Linked DNA regions of Mus musculus: region 2 is linked to region 1. The links are chromatin contacts, called in public HiChIP or PLAC-seq maps. All regions are on one chromosome and are shown on one strand. The core of a region is the stretch at or near the end of the contact, and the rest is flanking DNA. Distances in the headings are between cores, read along the strand shown. Region 1 has its middle 8.9 kb from the start of Gm11213. Region 2 has its middle 49 kb from the start of Tnfsf8.

Region 1 (5,918 bases), core at 434-2,933:
TGGAATACTACTGTGCCATCAAAGGAACAAAGGTGATGCATATTACAACATGGCTAAACCTTGCAAATTTGCTACACAACAAAAATACTGTTCACTGCATTATTCCAGACAGAGCATGCAACATGGCTAAACCTTGCAAATTTGCTACACAACAAAAATACTGTTCACTGCATTATTCCAGACGGAGACATCCAGCATGGGGAAATCCAAAGACAGAAAGTGCACTCGTGGTTGTCAGAGGCTGAGAGGGAGAATGGGGAGTGGCCGCTTTATGCTCACACAATGGGCCATTTCAAAATGGTGAGTCTTACAGTATGTGGATTATATGTCAAAAGTTTAAACTATTATTTTAAAATAGTGGCAGGGGAGTAGAGATGGCTGGCTCATGTAATTCTGGATGGCCTCATTATATAGACTAGGCTGGCCTCAAACTCACAGAGATCCACCTGTCTCTGCCTCCCAAGTGCTGGGATTATAGGCCACACCCAGGCTGATTTCTTTTCTGTTGTCTGGCTGTGCCACAGCTCATCCACCCACTTGTTTACTAAAGGACACCCTAGATGCTCATGAGTTTTGATAATTATGAATAAAAGCTATTAGAAATATCCACATAGCTTTTTTACGTTTTGCCTACCAAGAAGTATAGTTTGCTAGAATTATGTGTCTGTCTGTATCTGTCTGTCTGTTCATCCATCTGTCTGTTCATCTATGTATCTATGTATCTATGTATCTATGTATCTATGTATCTATCTATCTATCTGTCTGTCTGTCTGTCTGTCTGTCTGTCTGTCTGTCTGTCTGTTCATCTATCTATCTATCTATCTATCTATCTATCTATCTATCTATCTATCTATCTATCTATCTGTCTGTCTGTTTATCTATCTATCTATCTATCTATCTATCTATCTATCTATCTATCTATCTATCTATCTATCTGTTTTTTTGAGACAAGGTTTCTCTTTGTATCCTTGGCTGTCCTGGAGCGCTCTCTGTAGATCAGGCTGGCCTCAAACTCAGAGATTTGCTTGTCCCTGCCTCCTGAGTGCTAGGATTAAAAGCATGGGCCATCACTGCCCGGCTGGTTGTTGGGTTTTGTACTAAAAGTATACTTAGTTTTGTAAGAAGCGGTTAAGCTGAGTTGTGGGTTTTCTAAGCCACCCTGCATTACTGGTAGCCGTGGCTTAGAGTTCTTGTTCCGCTTCTCTGGCAGCATTGGGTGTTGTGGCTTTCCAAGTCTTGGCCATACTGACAGGTGTGGTGTTCTGGCTTCTTGTTTTAACTTCCATGTTTCCACTGACACAATGTTGAGGCATATATTCATGGGCTTATTTACTACTTGTGTGTCTTTTGGTGGAACGTCTGTGAAGAGCATTGGCTCATCTTAAAATAGGGTTGTTTTCATATTGTTTAATCCTAGTCGTTCTTTATCTACTTTGAGCCTCGGTCCTTTTACTCAGTGTAGTACTTGGAAATATTCTCGCCGAAGTTTGTGGCTCTTACAGCCTCATGGTACAAGCTTGCCACAGGGATTTCTTCATTCTAGGAGTTTCTTTGTTGGTTATTTGGGGTTTTCTGCTTCACCATTCTGGCTATCTGTAAACAAGGATTTATGTCTTCCTGATCTATGTCCCTCTCATTTCCTTTTCTTACAATTTCTCATTTCCTAGTTAGCTAGGAGGGTTCCCAGGATGAAGCTAAAGAGGAGGGAACGTCCTCATTTTGCTTCCTGTTGGGGAACTTTCTGGTTTCTAACTATGGCATAAAGTGTTGTTATATTTTCTCAAATGGTGTAGGTTTTCTACTCACGGTTTACTGAAAAATTTCCTCTTTGTTTCGATTAGCAATTGTTTAGTACAGTTTCAGTTTCAATGTACCTGCGTTCTTACATCTCAGGTGTCACCACTGTGGATATGTAATAGCTGACTGTTTTTTTCCTTGACTACAAGTTTATTTATGACCTCTCAGTTCTTTTCTACCTCTGCATCCTCAGCAGTGTGCTGGCACCATGCTGCGTTGCTTACTGTGACCTTGTGATAAGTTTGGAAATCAGCAAGTGTGGGTCTTCCAACTTTATTTTTCAAAAATTGCACTGGACTTTCTAGATCTTTTGCATTTCCTTTTTTAAAAAAATTAATTTTATTTATATTCCAGTCATTGCCCCCCTTCCCAGTCCCCCCTCCCAGTTCACCTCATTCCCCCTCCCCCTTGCCTCAGAGAGGGTGTTCCCCCATCCCCTTTCCCTGGGGTCTCAAGTATTATGCACAGCTTCTCTCACTGAAGCCAGACCAGGCAGTCCTCTGCTATATATGTGCTGAGGGTCTCCTCCGTTCAGCCCGATCAGCCCGTGTATGCTGCCTGGTTGGTGGCTCTGGGATCACTTTGGGGGTCTGAGTTAGTTGAGATTGCCGGCCTTCCTATGGGGTCACCCTCTCCTTCATCTCCTTCAATCCTTCCTCTAATTCCTCCATAGGGGTCCCTGACTTTAGTCCAATGGCTGGTTGGATGTAAGTATCTGCATCTGTCTTAATCAGCTGCTGGTAGGGCCTCTCAGAGGACAACCATGCTAGGCTCCTGTCTGTGTCCCTGGTTACTACAGACCTCCTGGGAGACAGGCAGGCTGTGAGCATAACAGCTGAATTTTTCAAAGGAAAAAAATATGATTTACTACATCACGTTTGAAGTATTTGGTGTAAGCATCCTTTTGGTCTTATTCATTTTATGTGTAATTTTGAGACACTGCCTCAGTCATTCTTCTTATCACTGTGAGAGGACGCTCATCAGATACAGCTGGATGGTGGAGGGGAGGGGCTTATTTTGGCTCACAATTTAAAGGTACAGTCCTTCCTGGCTGGGAGTGTGTGGGGACATCTCAGAAGCTGGTGTGTGTCACTAGGACTCTGCATGTCTTAGCATCCCAGGAAGCAGAGGGGGATACTGACACTTGTCCAGATTCATTCCCTTTGCCTGCTTGGGATCCTGTGTTGCTGGCACCCATGTTCAGGGTGAAGCTTCCCTCCTTGGTTAACCGTTCCTAGAAAAGGCCTGATGGACACACCCAGAGGTGTGCCTTCTGGGTGAATCTGGTCAAGCTGACAATGAAGATTAATCATCACACAGGATCTCGTAGCATTGCCCAGGCTGGCCTCAAACTTGCAATCCTCCTGCCTCAGTTTCCTGCATACTGGGGTTCCAGTCTTATTCCACAGTGCCTGGTTAAAATGTACCATCTTTTAGTTTTCAATTGGTTTGCCTTTCCTGAGATCAGTCAGTCATCCCCCACCCCAGTTTTGTTTATTTTGGTAATTATCATTTTAGAGCCCTCTGAGAGCCATTTCTTTTAGTGGTCATCTGAGGTCAACAGTATCCCTGGTTGACTGAGGTTTGGCATGTGAGCATGGCACTGTTCCCTGGGCAACCAAAGCCCACGCTGCCCTTCACTCTGCCTATGAGACTGTTCTCGCCAGGGCACAGTTCTCTGTATTTGAGAGCACAGCAGGTATTATTCATTTAGATTTAACCGTGTTCTTTTTATTGCTTTTTATCACCTTTGAAAGTTACTGTTTTTATATTCCTATGCTTGTTTCTGTGTCTCTTTTTCCTCCTGGGACTAACCTTAGACCTTATCTTAGTGCAGAGCAGTGTTTAGCAGCATATTGAGAATTCCCTGGAATAGCCTTCTTTCAGTACAAATCTTACAGTGACATTTTCAGTATTTGCTGAACTGTCTCAACTTTTTTCTTGAAGATATTTTTGTTAAGTAAAGAATTCTTTGCTTTTATTTCATGTTTCTTTTCTTTGTTGTAGTTGTGCATATATATATATGTATATACATTTTATATATGTATATACATATATGTTATATATATTCATTATAATTATTATGTTACACTATATATTATATATATGAGAAATTGCATATATATGGAATTTGTTGCAATGACTTACGGGCTGCAGTCTAACAATGAGCAGCTGTGAATGGGAAGTCCAAGATTCTAGTAGTTGCTCAGTCCCACAAAGCTGGGTGTCTCAGCTGGTCATCTGTGTAAGCTGGAATCCTAAAGACGTAGGCTCCAATGCTAGTGAAGGAATGGATGTGCTGGCCAAGTGAGGGCAAGCAGGTGAAGAAGGAACAACCCCCTCCTTCTCCCGTTGTTTGTATCTAGGCCTCCAGCAGATTAAAGGCATGCCTCAGGATTTGGATTGAAGGCATGTGTCTATCCACATTAAAAGTATCATCCCACCTCAGGATCTGGAACCAAGGCCTGTGTCTTCCAGCCTCAAGATCCAGACCAAAAGCATGCTGTCTTTCTGCCTCAAGATCTGTTTCACAGGTGTTACCCCCCCCCCCCAATTTCTGGATTGTGGTTCATTCCAGATATAGTCAAGTTGACAACTGAGCTGGACATCACGCTTGATTCTAGTCTTGTATTTTTATGTGAACTGCTCTATTTCACCTGGGTTCCAGCCCTTCAGGAATTTTAGATGAAAACGTATGTGTGTGTGTGTGTGTGTGTGTGTGTGTGTGTGTGTGTGTGTGTGTGTATTGAAAGCCAGAACTCCACCAGTCATCGTCATTTACATCACCTACTCTGTGTGTATGTGTGAAAAGTTCTGCTAAGCTTTGCAGTTGAGTGGATTCTACTTAGGGTCTGGCAGGGGCTGCAATGGGAGCAACTCTCTGATCTCTTTAAACAGATGTACAAAACCCCCAACAGCTTTGTACAGAGCTGAGTGAGGAGGTTCGGTCAAGTTTAGGCTGCTTTCCCATAATCAGATAAACCAGGCTTCTCCGGCTTCCATGGATCTTTTTACTGTTATCTGAAAATCCAAAAAATATATAGCACTCACTCTGAGGGCCCCTTGACAGAGTCACAACATGAGCGCCTTTTCACAAGCCTTCTGTGGAGGGGCTTCTCAATTAAAGAAACAAGTTTCTTTGATGTTCAGAGCACCCACTGACTGTTGCAGGAAGCAAGTTGACAGAGTCTGTGGTGTGCTGGGGAAAGGAGGAAGACTGGCCTGGAAAATGGTACAGAATGCCTCTTTCCACTGGTTTGGTGAATCCAGGGCATCTATCATGAGAGCTGTAGAGGAAGAGGAAGCTGGCCCTCACTGAGGCCCAGAGGAGTGACTATATATCATAGCCAACTGCTAGTTCCCCCACAGGCCATGCACCCATGGCTTCCATTCCCTGGTATGTCTTCTAAATATCCCCTACATCCCTGCTTGTTTTGGATAAAGTGTTGCTACATACCCTAAACTGGTTTTTAAATCGCTTCCCTCCTGTGTCAGGAATACTGGGATTATAAGCCCACACCACCATTCCTGGCTCTCACATTTTGCCATTTCTCTTTCTTCCCTATCCTTATATCCCAGAATTAAATAATGTCTTGCCAACTTGACCCCCAACACTATGTGAACCTCTCTCTATTTTTCCTTCCCATGTGGTCTGAGTTAGAATGGGTCATCTGTACCCAAGAAACCTTGTGACCTGGGCTACTTCTCCAGCCTCATATGCTGCTGTCATCCCAGATCACGCCTGCGAGGTTTCCCCATCTGTTTGGGCAGCCTCTGGATTTATTTCTGTATTAGTTAGGTCTAATACCACAGTAGTTTGAATGTGGGGTCTTGTAGTGTTAATAACTGTCAGTGCTGGTAAGAGATGGCAGTAAGGAGGGAGTAGTGCTAGAAAGTTCTGTGAATTATGAGCAGCAGCTGGAGGGGCGGCCCCACCCAGGAGTGAGGGTCAGATCACAAACCTAGGATTGGGAGCCAGAGCCAGAGTTGTGATAGAGAAATTTATCAGCAGGATGCTTTAGAAACATGCCTTCTTGGCTACAACTACAGGAAGATTTTTTACCGGAGGAACTCCATTTGTAAGGGACACAAGGAGAAATGGTTGCTCAGTGTCTCCAGTC
Region 2 (5,854 bases), core at 1,616-4,115, 320 kb after region 1:
TTTCTACCTGATATTCTGGGTAAAGAAGGGACACTTGATCTTGATCTTAAGTGACTATGACCATGGCCAGCTCTGCTACCATGAACTGAAAGTTCGATTTCTATTTGGCTTCAGCCATAAGGTGGATGAGTGCTGAAATGATCCAATGTGACCCAGAAGTGGCATTTTGCGAGGTAGGTATAGATTTGAGGATAAGATGTGACAAATGGGTGTCTCATCTACATGCTACCCCTCTGCACTAACTGGCACTCCCTGGCTCAGTTTTCACCAATAAATGCATAAAATGAGTGGGAGATTGGAAGGAAATCTTTGTGACTGTTTCATATATAGAGGAAGAACTATTTATTATGTTGATGTGTTGGTACCTGAGTCTGAGATGGAATGGAAAACACCTGCAAAAATGACCTTAGAAGACAGTAGGAAGGGAAAGTTCACATGCTCAGAGGTTTGAGCACCTGCCATCTGTCCACACTGCCTAGACAAAGTAGTGACTCAAAGTTAGAATACATTACAAATATATGGGAAGTGGAATGGCTTGGATATTTGGTGAGGGGCCAGGAAAGAGAAACATTGGAAGACAAAAAGTATGAGGTTGAAAGCAAGAGACTGAGACACAGGGGTGGGCAGAAAATGAGAAAATCTTTGCAACACATGTAAGATGAAGTAGACAAAATGTCAGAGCAACCTGTTGACAATGGCTTGTCCCTAGCCACCTTGATGGCAATAGCTTGTTACCAGCCACCTTGGTGCTGGCACTGTGCGGTCATGAAAAAAAAAATCCCAGTGACAATGAGGATGGAAGCTCCACAAAGCTTATCCATGTGGCCTGCTACTCATCAAGAGCAGGGAAGCTCTATCTGCTGCTCAGTGTTGCACCCGTGGACAGCAGGGAAGGATGCGGAGACTCTGATGAAGTACCATTGCTCCATGACACCTGCCCTGAAGTTGATGGCATCTGTTGACTACATCACATTCTTCTCACCTTGAAGGGGCAAAAGTTCATTTCAAACAGAATGGCATGTGGGTTGTTATTCCTTTCCACGGGGACTCATGTGGTATTATCACCTGGACACTGCCTTACTGGGATTGGATCCCATATAGTATTTTCAGACTAGGGGACCCTTACTACAGTAGAATAGTCATGGGAAATTCTCTTGTGCCATTACACTCTATGTCATCCAAAGAAAGTTATAAAATGGCTATTGGGGACATAGCTTAGGCATTGGTGGTAAGGATTGTGTGATTTTTCTAGAATGTATACTCTAATGTAGACTACAGAAACAAGAAGCTGGTTCATACTGTCAGATTAGCCACCAAGTCTAGTAGAAATTCTAGCTTATAATGAGGAGAATCTGGAGGGCACAGAATGAGACATGAGTGAAAACTGAGACTTCAAGAGAACCTCCGGTATGGTAAGGGCAGTTCTTCCATCCCAGCATTCTGAAAGAGTGCACCCACATACTTTATATTTAAATGCTGTCCACTGTCTTTTCATGACTAAGAATAGTAATTCCTCAAAATTTTAGAAAATTGTCACACTTTCTCTCAGTGTCAGAGTGCACCCATTGCCAATGGCTAAAATAAGAATCTGAAAGCCTGGTCACTCATGCAATATATTTAAACCTCTCTGAAACATTAGCCCAGGGTTAGAGCCCAATTGGGTATGGGTGAGCATGCAAAGTAGCCCAATCTCTTCTGTTGCTCAGGCTTGAGTCCCTCCTCTCTGGAAATACTCATATTCGGATCTCCCCCAGAACATGTTTTTCATGCTAATTTCTCTGTCCCAGAATTTTTTCAGCAGTGAAGCAAATCTTACCAACTTTTAAGATCAGTCCCTGGCTATTCTAATTTGATGTGAGTCCATTGCAGATGCTTATGGTGGAACAAACTCTGGAAGGTTACATCTTCTAGAGGCTTGGCAGTTTCTTCATAGGCAATCACTTTCAATACAAATTTGCTAAGTACATCAAGCATGTCTGGAATTCCAGCAGGAAGATACCAAGTTCAAAGTCAACATTTGATATATAAACATATTCCATTTTCAAAGGAAAATAAAACAAACAAATCAAGAGGGAAGAAAAAAAAAGATCCAAGGGATAAACAATGAATGACGTTCAAATGAATATATTCTACGCATTGTTAGGTACATGTTGTAAAATAATGTGACTAATACTTTTACGAAAATGCACTGTGAGAAATACACCTAATTATTATAGCATGTAGAAAAGAACGAAGTAGAACTATTAGAACATAAAATGCAGCAGAAGACTGGATGTAACAAAAGAGGGGACAGATGATGTAGGTTAGGGCATAGCAAAAATGATCAGGACATTAATGCAAACAGCTAAAAATGTGGAAAATGCTACAAAGTATAAACATGATGAGAAGCTCTGGTGTATGTGATGTTGGAGGGACAGAAAAGAATAGGTCAGAACCAGCATTTAAAGAGATGATGGCCAAGAATTTTCCATAACTGGGGAAAGAAATTCATTTGTAGATTTAAGAAGCTTAAAGAGATGCTCAGGTCTTTAGAGCACTTGCTGTACTTTTCAGCAGAGTACAGTTCACAACTGGTGTCTCAGAGCCCCTTTGACTGTAGGGCTAGGAGATCTGATGCCCTCTTCTGGCTTCTGTGGGTAGCTGCATGCATATGTGCACACACACACACACACACACACACACACACACACACACACACACACACAGAGAGAGAGAGAGAGAGAGAGAGAGAGAGAGAGAGAGAGAGAGAGAGAGAGAGAATTTAAAAATAAAATATATGTTTTGAAAACGGAAACATTGTAAGACTCTAGCCAGGGAAGTGAAGCAGTGCCACCATCAGAGAAGCTTCCTCCTTCAGAAAATAGGAACAAAGACTGAGGCCTACAAACAGACAGCATGCAGAGAGTGAGAGACCTTGGAACACTCGATCCTAAAAAAGATGTCTATATCAAAGTAGGAACCGGGAACCCCATGGAAGAAGAAGCAGAAAGACTATAGGAGCCAGAGAGGAGAGGAAACCAAGAAACAAGACCTTCTACATAAACTGTGCACAGCTCTTGTGAACTCACAGAGATGGAGGCAGCATGCACAGGGCCTACACAGATAGTCACCAGGTCCTCTGCATATATACTATAGTTTCCAGTTTACTGTTTTTATGACATTTCTGAGTGTGCAAATGAGTGAGTCTCTGATTCTTGTGCCTTTTGGGGGATCTTTTCCTTCTGTTTGTTTGTCCAATTCAAATATGTTAGTTTTTCTTTTATCTTATTAGATTTTAATTTTTTATTATTTAGGGGGAGAGGAAAATACTGTGAGATTCATCAAAATAAATGTAAAAGAAAATCTTATGACTGAATAGTATATAAAATGCTGAAAGAAGCAGAGAAATATCCTGTAATATGATATAAAAATTTCTTGCATGTCTCATTGTAGAAGACTATTTTACATGATTCACTTACATGACACACTTTCATTAGCAAATGTAATATGGGACAAAATATATTTTGGCTTAGGTTCTTTGCTAAAGATTGAGGAAGTCTTATTATAAATAATCTTCTCACATCTTAATTTCTTGGCTGGCTTCTTTTCCAGTAGAGTTTTTAATTTTATGATTTGAAAAAAATTGGTGCTATAAGTAGGAAAATGTTATTACTTGTGTTTGAAGTATTGATGTAACATCGACCTACTTTTTAAAACCTGTAATGGTGGAACTTTTAAAGGTCTTAACCACTGTGAGATTTATTTCCTTAAAACTAGACTTTAGCTTTCACAAATCACTCTAATTTGATTCAATAAAACTCTGTATGTTTTAGTAACCAGAAAAGGTGGAGCCATGATGCTGTATTCCTCTTCTCTTTTGACCATCCACATCTCTTCAGATACAACATGTTTTCTTTTGTTTCTGTGTTTTAAAACGATGCTATGATTCTTGTTTGGTGTGTGTGTGTGTGTGTGTGTGTGTGTGTGTGTATGTGTGTGTGTGTTTCTGTACATTGCATACCTGGAAGCCAGAGAACAACTTTCAGGACTAGGCTCTCCTACGTAGACCCTGAAGGCTAAACAAACACCTTAGCCTCCAAGTCATCTTGGACATCTTCATATTTTCTTCCAAAGACTTCTTTCTGTTCAAAGTGTGATATGAACTGTAGTTCACAATAGCCTGCTTAATACTTTGTGAAAGAAGAGGTCAGAGGCTCCTGACATAGAGTAATGGTATGAATATGGGTATATGCTCTTAGTATGCACTGCCACTATGCTATTACACTGTAGCTCATAAGCATAAGTGTTGTGTTAACACATTTAAAAACATGTTAAGGGAAGCAGAAATGTAAAAGCTTCTATTTGTTCATGAAACATTGTATACTTATATTAAAATATCTCACTGTATCTCACAAACCTTGGCAATTAAAAAAGCAGTAGCAGTAATAATAAAAACTACCTGGTTATTTTTAAATAAAATGAATATGATGTGAGCATCAACAGAAACTTTATTAGAATATAAAATCTTAGTGCTATCTCAATAACACTGATTAATAATTTTTATTTTAACAAGAACACAAGATGGCTCATATGTACATTAAATGTTAAGATGCAACATTCTAAATAACACACCGTCATCTGGCATGAGGACTTAGTGAGGATGCTATAACATTAAAACTTGCAAAGCTTACTTTTATATATTACCAGATATAAATGAATGTTGCATATTAGTCAGGTTTCTATTACTGTAACAAAGTTCTTGAGGTAATCAACTTAAAAAGATGAAACCATGGATTTATGGTTTCAGTTCATGGTTGCTTGGTTCTGTATGTCATGGGGGAAGCCTGAGGGCTGCCTCATCTCACTGTGGCAAGGAAACAAAGAGGGAGACGAAAGCTCTACAGTCCTAGACTTCTCTTCAAGGGCATGCCTTTTGTGACTAAGTTCCCTCCACCTGGGTCCTGCTTCTCAGAGGTTTTACTGCCTCCCATTGGCACCATAAGCTGGCAGACTAGCCTTTGGGAGATGCTCATAATTCAAACAACTGCATTAGGTGGGGCATTTTAGATGTGGCAGTGGTTGCTATGAATATAACTGTTTCTCAGCCTCCTTGCAGATATTTGTAACTATACATTTCAGTTCTGGCTAGGAGAACTGAACAGAAGAGATGGAGGTTGTGCAAAGCATGATGGGAAGTATCTGATTTTGTGGTGATGACGAAGGCACCTTATTAGCCTTGGAGAGATACATGACATGGGACTTTGAGCCATTGCTAATTTGGGCCTCTGCCATAACAGACACACCTATAGGCCATTTAGTATAGTTTCATATTGGGAAACATAATTATTTATATATTGTAATTGGGATTGCTTATAGGAAGCAAGACTATGGTTTCTTCATTATGAGCCAATTGCTACCCAGGAAGCTGTCATTTCTTTTCTAGATCCTAAGTGAATGTTTTTAGTAGGTATATTACCTGTCAATAAGGCTCCATTCTGTGGTCATGGCCTAGTACTTTGGTAGACATAACTTGTAGAGAAGAGGTTGGGAAGGCTAAGGAGATGGCTCAGTGGATTAAGTGCTTGCTGAAGAAGCATGAGGACTGAGGTTTGGATAAGCACGACTCACAATAAAAGCCAGACTTGATGCGCATGCCTCTAATCACAGTGCTAGGAAGGGGAACTAGAGGTGGGAGGATCCTTAGGGTTTGATGGTCAACAAGTCTAGCCAATCAACAAGCTCAGTGTGAGACTTGTCTCAAAGTAATTGATTATTAAATTATTAATTATTTACAATTTAATTATGAATTAATTAATGTTGGTGCACAGTAGACCAAAGTACCCAAAGTTAATCTCTGGTCTCCACACATTGATGC

Evidence for each region. HiChIP or PLAC-seq counts read pairs in DNA pulled down with a chosen protein or histone mark.
Region 2: an H3K4me3 HiChIP or PLAC-seq map of bone marrow-derived macrophages shows a contact between it and region 1, with 7 times the contacts expected there. The contact joins two enhancer-like sites. A contact is called at or near these places in 1 of 15 datasets of contacts at CTCF or cohesin (the NIH/3T3 cell line), 2 of 115 datasets of contacts at active chromatin or transcription factors (astrocytes and bone marrow-derived macrophages) and 2 of 9 other capture datasets (adipose tissue and macrophages).

The regions. Positions count from the first base shown.
Region 1 is chr4:63,588,943-63,594,860 of GRCm38.p6, forward strand. No RefSeq gene overlaps it. Among named protein-coding and RNA genes, the nearest start is that of Gm11213, 8.9 kb to the right of the region's middle. Within about 2 kb of position 1,684, at least 44 of the 459 cell types and tissues checked have an H3K27ac peak or open chromatin away from gene starts, as enhancers often do. A contact at or near this core is called in bone marrow-derived macrophages, where this site is marked.
Region 2 is chr4:63,907,211-63,913,064 of GRCm38.p6, forward strand. No RefSeq gene overlaps it. Among named protein-coding and RNA genes, the nearest start is that of Tnfsf8, 49 kb to the left of the region's middle. Within about 2 kb of position 2,866, at least 6 of the 459 cell types and tissues checked have an H3K27ac peak or open chromatin away from gene starts, as enhancers often do. A contact at or near this core is called in bone marrow-derived macrophages, where this site is marked.